2 separate regions of the Drosophila melanogaster genome follow, and region 1 is linked to region 2. The links are chromatin contacts, called in public Hi-C maps. All regions are on one chromosome and are shown on one strand. The core of a region is the stretch at or near the end of the contact, and the rest is flanking DNA. Distances in the headings are between cores, read along the strand shown. Region 1 holds the start of Clic (Chloride intracellular channel). Region 2 overlaps NFAT (NFAT nuclear factor).

Region 1 (4,962 bases), core at 1,247-3,746, 190 kb after region 2:
TCCACTGCCACACTCGCTCTTCTTGAACCCCACAAACTGAACAATACCAACAACACAGCTTTCCTCGGCGGCGGCAAATTGAACTTTCACTTTTTCGCTGGGAAATTGCTATGGAAATGGAAACGTTGGGCCTTACATGGAGTGCGTTGTTATGTCAAAGATGCTTCTGTCACTCTTCTGCTGCAGTTTAACTATTGCTTTTAACTGGCCAAAAATTCAGGCAAAAATTAGAGAAAAAAAAAAAAGAAATGAAAGGAAACAGGTGCTCCCAAGCACTTTCTCCCACGAAAACAGGAAAAGGGAGCGGGCCATGGATCATTGGGTTTAAGGGGGAAATGGGGGATGGGTTTCGAAAGTGTTAGGACCAAAAACTTACGATCATACGATATGAATAGAATATAGCTACTAATTTCAGCCATTACATATCGTATTGCTGTTTAATTTGGAAACAAAACTGGTTACGAAACCCTATTCGAAGTACACGATTGCTCATGTCAGTTGTTTAGCGTCGAGTGGGGTTTTTTTTTTCTTTTTCTTTCGGGAATCGAATGGTATAACACATGGTATATTGTACTGTTTGGGTTTAGGCAATGCAAAGGTGAGGGAAATTACTCATGGGCAGACGACTCGAGGTGCGGTCTCCATTTGCGTGGGCTGGATGAGTGGCCAAGTTGAGTCGAGTCGAGTTTGCCAATAGAATCAACAACAGCAGGGCTCCAAAGTGTTCCGAAAACAATTACAATTACTTCGGCAAACAGTGGGAACCAACAAAAGAAACAAAATTAAGTGGACTCATGCTCGACTTACAATTCCGGGGAAAGAAATAGATTGCGGCCTCTACTATAATACAAAAAAAAAAACCAAAGGGTTCGTAATCTTTCTTTGACTCATTTTGCAATAATATCACCTTTAAGAAAGATGCCAATGAACAATTGTTTTATCACATGTTTTTTTTTCCACTATCGAAGAACAGAACTGATAAGAAAAGCGTTGTATTCGAGGAGAAAAAATCGAACAAGTTTTTATTATCGATTATTTGTAATACATAAAGAAATAAAACACTACATATTGAGCAATCTAAAGTTAAGTTCTATGATTTAAATTCATTTAATTAATCACACTTTAGGAATCTTGGCTTCTCAATGCTATTATCTTGACCGCAAATGTGCGGAGTGCTAGCTTTTTGTTTTCTTCGATTCTTTGGAGGAGCATGACGTATGTGTCAAGAAATTTAGAAATCACTAAAAGATAAAAAAGAACCTCTAATTCACACACACACACACAGAGAGAAACATGCTGATGGTTGCGAAGGGGGGCGATGCGGGGGGCTTAGGAGAACTATGATGAAGGAGCATTTGTTGAGCAATTGGCGCAATGAAATGTGATTAAATTTTTTAGCAGATAAGAACCGAAGTAATATGTTACGTTCCACAAATTTCAGACTGTGCGCACACAGCAATATCATGATTAATTGTTAATTATAAAATATTAAAAAGATATTTCATATGAACAGCTTGGTATGCTCGGATAATTTGGAAAAAGGGCGGCTTTAGAGTATTGCACCAAAAAGGTATGCTGTAATATTTAATTTGGATGCTTTATAATGGTAATCATGGAGTTCTGAAAATCATAACTCAATCAACAATTTCGTTCTGTGCAGATGTGCCCGAATGCATGTGTATGCGATAGTGTGCGTGCGTGTGTGTGTATGTGTGTGTGTATGTGTGTGTGAATGTGCGATAGGGAGAAAAGGAGAAAACCGGTTTTGGCGATGCTTAGGAACCGCAAGGCGAAAGGGGAACGTCGGCGAGAGGGGAGGGGGCGGTGTGTGCTAAACGTATTCTGTTCGTTTTAACCAAATGTGACACACTGCAAAGTGCCACAGTGAGAAGAAGAAGAAGAAGACAACGAAGAACGAACAGGGGTAAGAAGCCGAAAAGAGGGAGGAGGAGGAGAAACAAACGGCAGTTCGCGTTTTCCCAGTCGCTTCTTGTTTTTGCCTTTGTTTGCATTTGCTTCTGCTTTTGCCCCGGCTGCATTTTCACTCTGCACGGAAATTTGCGCAGAGCGAAATGGAAAACTGCAGGGGTATGCAAATGTCGCTGTTCGCTCACCTTTATGATCAATTCTATCTCGGGCACATCGAATTTACTGCTGCCGTTCGTCTCCTGGCTCTGCTGCGATTCAACTTCCGACATTGCGATATTGTTATTATTTTTATCGTTTATTCTCGATATCTCTGATCAGATCGAAGAGTTTTTTTCTTTATCCGCGTGACGAGGTGCGTGCGTGTTCGTTTCCTTTTCGCTTTTGTTGTGCTAATTTCCTTTGCCAATACACACACTCACGTACACAAGCTGTAACACACACAGGCAGCACACTCACACACACACAGAGAGACGGAGGGAAGAAGAAGCTCGCCTCGCAGTGTTTAAAAAAAATATGCCGTTCTGTTCTACGATTTGCGCGCTGCTAAAGTCTATTCACGATTGAATTGGTTAGCCGCTGAATAAACCAATCTGCACTGCGCGAAATACACTAACGCCTGCTGTTCAGTGTTACCAGACGGTCCTGCCTTTCGGCCGGCCTATAAATACCAAGCTAATACCAAATGTTTTTAAAGTTGTACTTACAACTCCCTCTCAATAACAGTTGTTATTGGGACATTTCAATAACAGATTGCGTAATACCAAAAATACCTTATACCTACAAAACTCCCATTTGTTCTCAATTTATTCCCCAATATATCGATATTCCATAAAAATTTTGAAATTTCGCGTTCGGGGAAATCGACTATTTTCTTTGTTTTTATAACAACTTTTAGGTATTGAGAAATAATTTCTTAGTCTGCTATCTATATAAATTTTTCAATTTAATGATTTTAATTATCAAATATTCCTTTTAAATTATATACCATCTGTAGACATTATTATAGTTATTCTAACATATAACAGTTGTACTATTAAATATACCAAAAAGAATACCACCGATTGCAAACATTTTATGGCGCCGAAATAATCCGGACTGCGACCAGGTGGCAGCACTAGCAGCTTGGTGTGCGCTTCGTTGGAAATATCATTTTATTGGCACCGGCTTTTCCATCCCAATATCACGACATGGATCTGATGGAACTGCTGAAGCAGGCCCAGCGCCTGACGAACGAGACCAATACGGACACGGAGGTGCCGGGCGTGGAACGGACCATGTCCCAGGTTCTGCAGGCAACCAAGGAGTTTCACTCGCGTGTCACCCAAATGGGCACCAATGATCTGCAGGCGTGAGTAGTTCGCTATAGGCCAGGCGCCAAAAATTGTCATATTAACCGGTCATTCAAATGCAGCCACATACTGCTCGGCTCTAAGGGCGTGGACCTGCCCAAGCTTACACAGAAGCTGGAGTCGCTCAGCGCCCGCCAAACCTTCGAGCCGATTGATCCGGTGACGGAGACCAATGTGCAGGCCTATCTGAAGAACGAGCGGGAGAACGCCATACTCTCAGTTATCGATGAGACGAATCGCAGTGTGAGTGCGCCAAATGACATGCTTCAGGCAGACACCCAAAATTCTGAACTTTCTATCTCCATTAACCAATCCATTGCAGATATTTAAATCTGTGGAGCGACAGAAGTGGCGTTGCATCTACTCGGAGTGGGGCGAGGAGAAGGAAGCGCTGCTAAACGCTCTGGTCGGACCAAACCAACAGGACTTCCCCGACGTCCAGTTTCAGATAGTGCCCACGGCCATGGCTGATGAGCCCACTCCGTACTCCCAACTGAATGGCCATGAGCAGATGTACGCTGAACAGATCGCCATCCACAACCAGTCGATCATCCTGGGCAGACGCCCTAACTTGCTGTCGACCCTTGCCCACGTGGTCCAAGACTCCTTCAACGATGAGTCCGTAGCCGAGATGTGGAATGTATTGCAGTTTATGACCGCGTTGCCGCCAGTCTCGAGCACCATCGATCCAATCAAGAATCGTCAGACATCACCGCAATTCGTTGAGCAGGCCCGCACGTACTTGGAGCGCAGATATAGGACGTATATGAGAAAGTTTATCGTCGCGAATTTGGCCAAAGCGCGGCGGGGAGGAATCCCCAGCGTGTACCATATGGTCCGCTCCTATGTGGGCGTTACTCTCCAGGGGCAGCGAGCCCTCTACGGGCTGCATGACGTGAACAATGGCCAGCCATTGTGGCCACATGTTTACTATAGCTTGCGGAGTGGCGATATGGACGCGGCTGCGTTGTATCTCAAGGAATCGGGAACCTGCCCCGACCTGCTTACGCTATTGACGTTGCGAAAGAACGGCGATAGGGACAACTTGATGGTAAAGCTTGAGGGTCAGCTAAAGTTGGAGTACAACAGTAGACTGCGCGCCTGTACGGATCCCTACAAAAAGGCGGTGAGTGCTCATCTTTTGCTACAACTTGTTGCGTATATTCGTGCTAATCATATGTTTTTCTCTTTTCCATTAGGTATACGTCGTATTGTTGGCGTGTGATCCGCACTTCACTCACGTAGAACTAATGCGCAGCATCGACGACTTCCTGTGGATGCAACTGTCCATTCTGCGCAGGTCGGACCAAAGCGACAGCAACACGGAGCAGCTAACGTTCAGCGGCCTGCAATCGCTCATTTTAGAAAAGTACGGCGAGAACTACTTCAATGCGCGCGAGAAGGCGGCGCTATACTTCCAGGTGCTGACGCTTACCGGCCAATTTGAGGCCGCCATTGAATTCCTCGCCCGCACCGAGAAAAATCGAACGCACGCTATCCACATGGCCATTGCCCTAAACGAGATATCCATGCTGGGAACACCACGTTCCGTGGAACAATCCCTTCTGAGCTCCGACCCTGACGACCCAAAACCAATGAAACGACTCAATCTTGTGCGTCTGATCGTCATGTACACCAAGTGCTTTGAGAGAACGGACACCACGCAGGCGCTGCATTACTATTA
Region 2 (5,567 bases), core at 1,086-3,585:
GGCATACATACTACTTTGTGGGCTGAGCGTGTTTTTGTTGCTTTTTCGCTTTGTATTGTGAAATTCGCGAGCGCAGACGTCTAATGTACACATTTGTACATATGTACATATGTGATCACCGCCGAATGTATCTGTATCTTTTATGAGCTGGGCGTGAGCGGTGTCTGATAAGATTTTGTTTACTTTTCGCTTGGCGGCTGTCTCGCGATTCTCTCGATTTTTCGGCACTACCAAATATACATATGTATATGTATGTTTGTTTGTATGTACAACACTTACGAGGTACGATTACGAATTCTATGAAAATTGCTGTCGAGAAGTGAGAAAACGAATATGTACATACATGCATATGTATGTACATGCGATACAGCAGCTATGACGAACACTGCGATTTGCTTGGGCGCTTCGATGATGTCGGTTTTTGATTGAGGATCGCGATTGAGCGCACATTTCAGCATCTTGAAAAGTCTACACTTACACTAATGTACATACATACATATGTAGATACGTGTATATATGTTTAGGTCGTTTGTGAGTGCCTGGCTGGCCGCTGGCTACTGTTGTTGTTTATTATATTATATTGTATTTTTTTTGTTTTTGCTGATTCCGATTGCTGGCTTTTTGTTTTGGCCCAAGTCACGTGACGTGCGCGTGCCTCAGTTGTCCGCGTTTTCTGACGCGCTCGCTGCCCGCTATCTGCTCACCATTTCTTCCCTCGCCAATTCTTCGGGCTCCTTTCTTCTCATTTCAACGGTTTGTTTCTTTACTTTCTTCGGCTTTGATTGTTCCGTAATTGTTTTCGACAATCTATCTGCGCCCGGGTTCATCTCTTGAATGTTTTAGAAACTGCGCTGGTTTTTCATTCATGGAATCAAATAAAACGGCCATTCATAAACAAATTAGAGCTTCCTTTATTGTTCCTGCTGTCTTATACAATCCATAATTTGAATATTCATAAAACGCCGGCGCATATGTACATACGTACATATGTATTTTGGTATTGTTTTTAATATTTTTTTTGAAAGAATGAAAGAAATATGTGCTCCACAAATTATGATGGCTACTCTCATTACCCTGCAATTCGCATCGATTTATATTCCATTATTGTTGCGAGCGAACTAAAGTTGAGAATTATATGGTGATGTGTGTAAACAAAAACAATAATAAATCGCCCAGCGTTCAAAAGTAAAAAAGCCTGGTAAAAAAAAAAATTAGCAGAACAATGTACGAATATGAAAATGTTGATGAAAGATTTGAAGGCTGTGTGAATAGAAGAAGAAAAAGATCTAGAATGAGATTAAAAACAAAAGATAGGGCAAAAAAAGAGGGGCTGGAGAAATGTATTATTATTTAGCGCATTTCGTGACATTGCTGGGCAGTTTAGTCATCCATTCGATCCTATGAATTGATGAAAACGCACGACAAGCAAACCAAACACAAATACATCAATTAACAGCAATTTATTCAGTTCTTGATTAATTTACTCTTCGTTTTAGAGACATTTTTCTCGAGCCATTCTCTTTATTTTTCATTTTTCTATCGCCGATAAGAGAACTCACTCCCTACGTAAGATATAAGATCTAAACTTCAGTCGAATCAAGTTAGTTTTTGCATTTATGCCGTACCCTCTTTTTTTTCCCGCAAGCCAGTGTATGTATTATTAATTATATATGTAACATGTGTTCTTTTGCTAACACAATCGTTTTTACTGCATTGAAATATTGTAGAAAAACATGCTGACCAATCAGCTTATTGAACACTTTATACAATTTATTATATAATATTATATTTCGAATGAAGTGCTTTGCCTTTAAGCTAATGTTTCCAAACTTCTCAACTTGACAATATGATAAATTACATAATAAATTAAAATCGAACCCTTACAACGGCTATCTTTAATTGATCTTTAGTGAATCCCCCCGCAACTAGACGGTATGCTAATCAATTTAACGCGTAAATGCAAATTATATATATTACCGTTCGCTTTTCACCTCAATCTCTTTGAAGTCTAGTGGGCGTGGCCCATTTACATATGCTTAAAAGTGGAAAGGCCACACGACAAACAACCATTTCTCCCGCTGCTGCTGTGGCCAAAATACCAAACCAGGGACAAGGTGTTGTCATGGCCGTGTTATCAAATCCCCATCCATCCACGTGATGCCAAAAAACAAGCACTTGCCAAACCACTCAACAACCAGCCACCCACAACATCCATAGAGACGACGCAGGTACATTGGTATGGTCGCCGAAAATAAACATAGATCCCCCGGAAGTTCGTTAGAATACGAGTAAAAATTAAATTATGAGCGAAACTCGAGCAGAGCGCTTATCAAATTCTCCAATCTCTCTCTTTCTCTCTCTCTCTTTCTCGGGCGCCTTCATTGTTGGGGGTACGGCATTGGGAATTAGTCGGCGATCTCTCAGTTTTCGCTATGATGATAGTATGCTGATATGATATGATATGGTGTTTCCCCCAATTACCCCCCCCCCCCCCCTCCCCGTTCGCCATAATTCCGCGCCTTATCACGCTGCCTGTGTCCAAGCGCGTTTGCATAATCTATGAAAAGAAACTGGCGATTAGAAGACACGCGCAATAATTCCCATTAAGTGCAAGAAGAAGCAGAAGAGATTAATTCGAATGCGAAGATCGAACATGGAAGGAACTAAAGATCAGGGGCTCTCAAGTGCTGATCCTTCATGGCCTTTTAATATGTGCTCAGTTTCTATTAATATTCGTTTTTTTTTTTTTTATAGGCATACGAAACAAACGAGATCACTTGTCTTTAAATACAATTTCGACAATCTTATTTCAATTCAAATCTATTCTTTGAAGCAGGTGTTAAGGTTTTAGTTTTTCGGGAATTACACAAGTACACAAGTGTATGTCTGCGATCTAAATATGCTTTGTTGTTTTTGCCATTGAACTGAAGTAATCAACTCAAATTGTACTGTTATCAATAGTTTAAACCTTTGATTATGCAGCCTGTTGATGTTTTAAGTGTTTCCGAAGGATTTCCGAAAATGATTTGCTTGCTATTGAAGTATTGAAATTGCCCATCAATACGGAACGGATCTAATCGGATTATAAGACTGCGATATGCGGTTATTAGTACTTAGGAGCATTTGTCATTTATCATCATGTATCAATTATATAAACAGCCGGCTACTGTTAACGTTAACGTACGTGGCTGTTACTGCCCTGCGGGCGCTGTTAAGTGAGCATGCGTTTAACAGCTGAGATGGACGGGCGGCCAATGCGGCGTATGCGTGATATTTTCTACTGCTTTTGCCAGTGCTATAATTAAATCAAAATGTAGCGTCAGCAAGGCAATTACAACAAATTTAAGCAAATTAATTAAACAATACAACAATGAAACGACGCGATGAAAAAAAGAAGCACTAAAAACTCTTTTTCCTTGATTGTTGTTTTTGTGTGTCTTTTGAAGTTCAGTTGCGTTGTTATTGTTTTTACCATTTGTTGTACGTGCAACAGGGGAATAACAATTTGATTTTTGCGAGTTTTTCTGTCTGTTGATTTAACTTTTTTTACGATCAGCAGCCGCCGTAAAAAAGCGCCATACGCAAAACGTTTTCAATAACATTTCGTGTCTGGTGTTTCGTTTTTTTTTTATTGCTGTACAAAACACTAAAATTGTTTACCGAAAATGTAAAAAAGATTTGTTAACAATTGTAGGTTTTATCCAGCATGTTCCTTCATTTTAGTCAAAAAAAACAAAAAAACACACACTTTTATTTAGTTTAATTGTGATAATATAATACAACTAATAGCTAAACTTTTTGCTTGAAAACAACATCGTAGCGCTGTAGAAAAAATTCTTTAACCAAAAAACTTGACCAAAAAAAGGTTCGAACGCTTTTTGTACGCTTTTTCCTCTTCTTTTGTTTACCTTTGTGGTTAGCATTTATTCGTGGCGTCGCCAGTCAGAAGGGATTTGGATAGGTGGAGAAAAAAGGGAAATGGAGAGGAGGAATCGCGTTAATCGATACGAAATAAATCGTCCGAGATCGTGATTAGGCATTTAACATGATTAAGATATTGGGCTACGTATGTATAGAGCGATATATCACATAATGTACAGCATCCGTTGGATATGAAAATATTTTTTTTTATTTTTTTCGTTCTGCCGCCTCCGGCGGAAAGTAAATGTCTTATATCGAGATCTCTTCTGGCCGATTTCCCATTGGCTAATTCAGAATTTGAAACGAGACGCAAAAAACAAGAATGCGGAGACAAATGATTGGAAATAATTTGGCAATTTTTGTAGCTATACTAATTAGAGTGCCAATCGAAACAAATCGAAGCGCGTCAAATCAAATTAAATATGTGCCGGCCCAGACAGTGCGGTTCGTGGTTGTAAGGTCGTGGGGAAAAATGCCCAGACAGTTGGAGTATTTAATAGTTGCTTTTATAGTACAACGCAAAATAATAAATGTTTGTATGTAATTTTTCTTAATTATTTTCATATATTTAACGGAAGTATTTAGAATTCTACTTTGTAGATAAACTGCAAACTCCTTCAAGAGTTAAAGTACAGTTTTCCGCCTATTACTGTACCCCTGGTACTTTATTTTGCCTATATGTATATTTTTTGTCGTTGCAACTTCGGTAACTGGTAAAATTCCGAAACAAATGAAACATCGTATAAATAATTATAGAAGCCAATTGCTCCTGCAGGTCAAGTAGCTAATGTTGTAGTTGTTTTGTTTTGTCGTTGTTGCTGCCGCGTAGTTGTTTTTGTTGGTTGTACTACTGAAACTACTGATGCAGGTGATGAAACAAAAGTACAATAAACCGTATTAATAAGTGCAGGTTGTAACCTTGAACCTTGACAAATACCCAAGTATATTTATTGTATGTGGTTGTTGGTTTATTATCGTTGTTCTTGTTGTTGGTGCCTGGCTGTGTTCATTGCTAAGGTCGCCACGCACTAAAAGTAGGGTATAATATAATACATTCATCGGAACAGCAACAACAATCAGCGAACACAACAATCAGCAAATACACGAGATGTAATCATCATTTTTTCGGGACCATCGGGGGTTTTCGAGGGGAGCTATACTGTCAACGAACAAAATGTTATAAATTATACATCGCCGAGTGACAAATGTGCACGATGGCCATTAAATATGTTAGTTATTAATTCAATTTAATCGCGAATCGAGCTAAGCTTACGCACTGCGCTGCGATTTGGGATCGATTAGTGCTAGCTACCATCCCCAATCGAATCAAACAGAATCTAGAATTCATTTTGGAGGTGTGAAAACATGGTGTGGAATAGATTTTCTGATATTGCCTAGTCCCATCCATTATATTGCTTTGAGTTTCTTTCGAATTGGTTCGTTTGCAAAGTGAACAAATTGCTTTATTGCCATTACTTAATTACATATTAATTGTTTTGTTTTGATCGTCTACATTTGCCTTATCCCTCCCAGTGAAAAGGAAGCGCCAAAAGTAAATATTCAGGTTTTTATTATGTATTTTCTTTGATAACGCGCATAAAAAAATGGGCGTCAACGCTGCGTATGCGCATTATTAGGTGCGTATG

Evidence for each region. Hi-C and Micro-C count contacts between places; a contact is called where the count stands out from the background.
Region 1: a contact with region 2 is called in a Hi-C map of the Kc167 cell line, with 10 times the contacts expected there. The contact joins the promoter of Clic here to the enhancer-like site in region 2. A contact is called at or near these places in 6 of 107 Hi-C or Micro-C datasets (the Kc167 cell line, the S2 cell line, embryo and 3 more).

What each region holds. Positions count from the first base shown.
Region 1 is chrX:13,819,811-13,824,772 of dm6, forward strand. It overlaps Clic (Chloride intracellular channel), which reads right to left and starts at 2,497. Exons shown (of 4, transcript NM_132700.4): 1 at 2,115-2,497. The coding sequence starts at 2,198. It overlaps Nup93-1 (Nucleoporin 93kD-1), which reads left to right and starts at 3,016. Exons shown (of 5, transcript NM_132701.4): 1 at 3,016-3,277; 2 at 3,341-3,521; 3 at 3,601-4,404; 4 at 4,478-4,962. The coding sequence starts at 3,117.
Region 2 is chrX:13,634,531-13,640,097 of dm6, forward strand. The region is part of intron 1 of NFAT (NFAT nuclear factor); the gene reads left to right. Among named protein-coding and RNA genes, the nearest start is that of NFAT, 13 kb to the left of the region's middle. Within about 2 kb of position 2,336, at least 6 of the 39 cell types and tissues checked have an H3K27ac peak or open chromatin away from gene starts, as enhancers often do. A contact at or near this core is called in the Kc167 cell line and the S2 cell line, where this site is marked.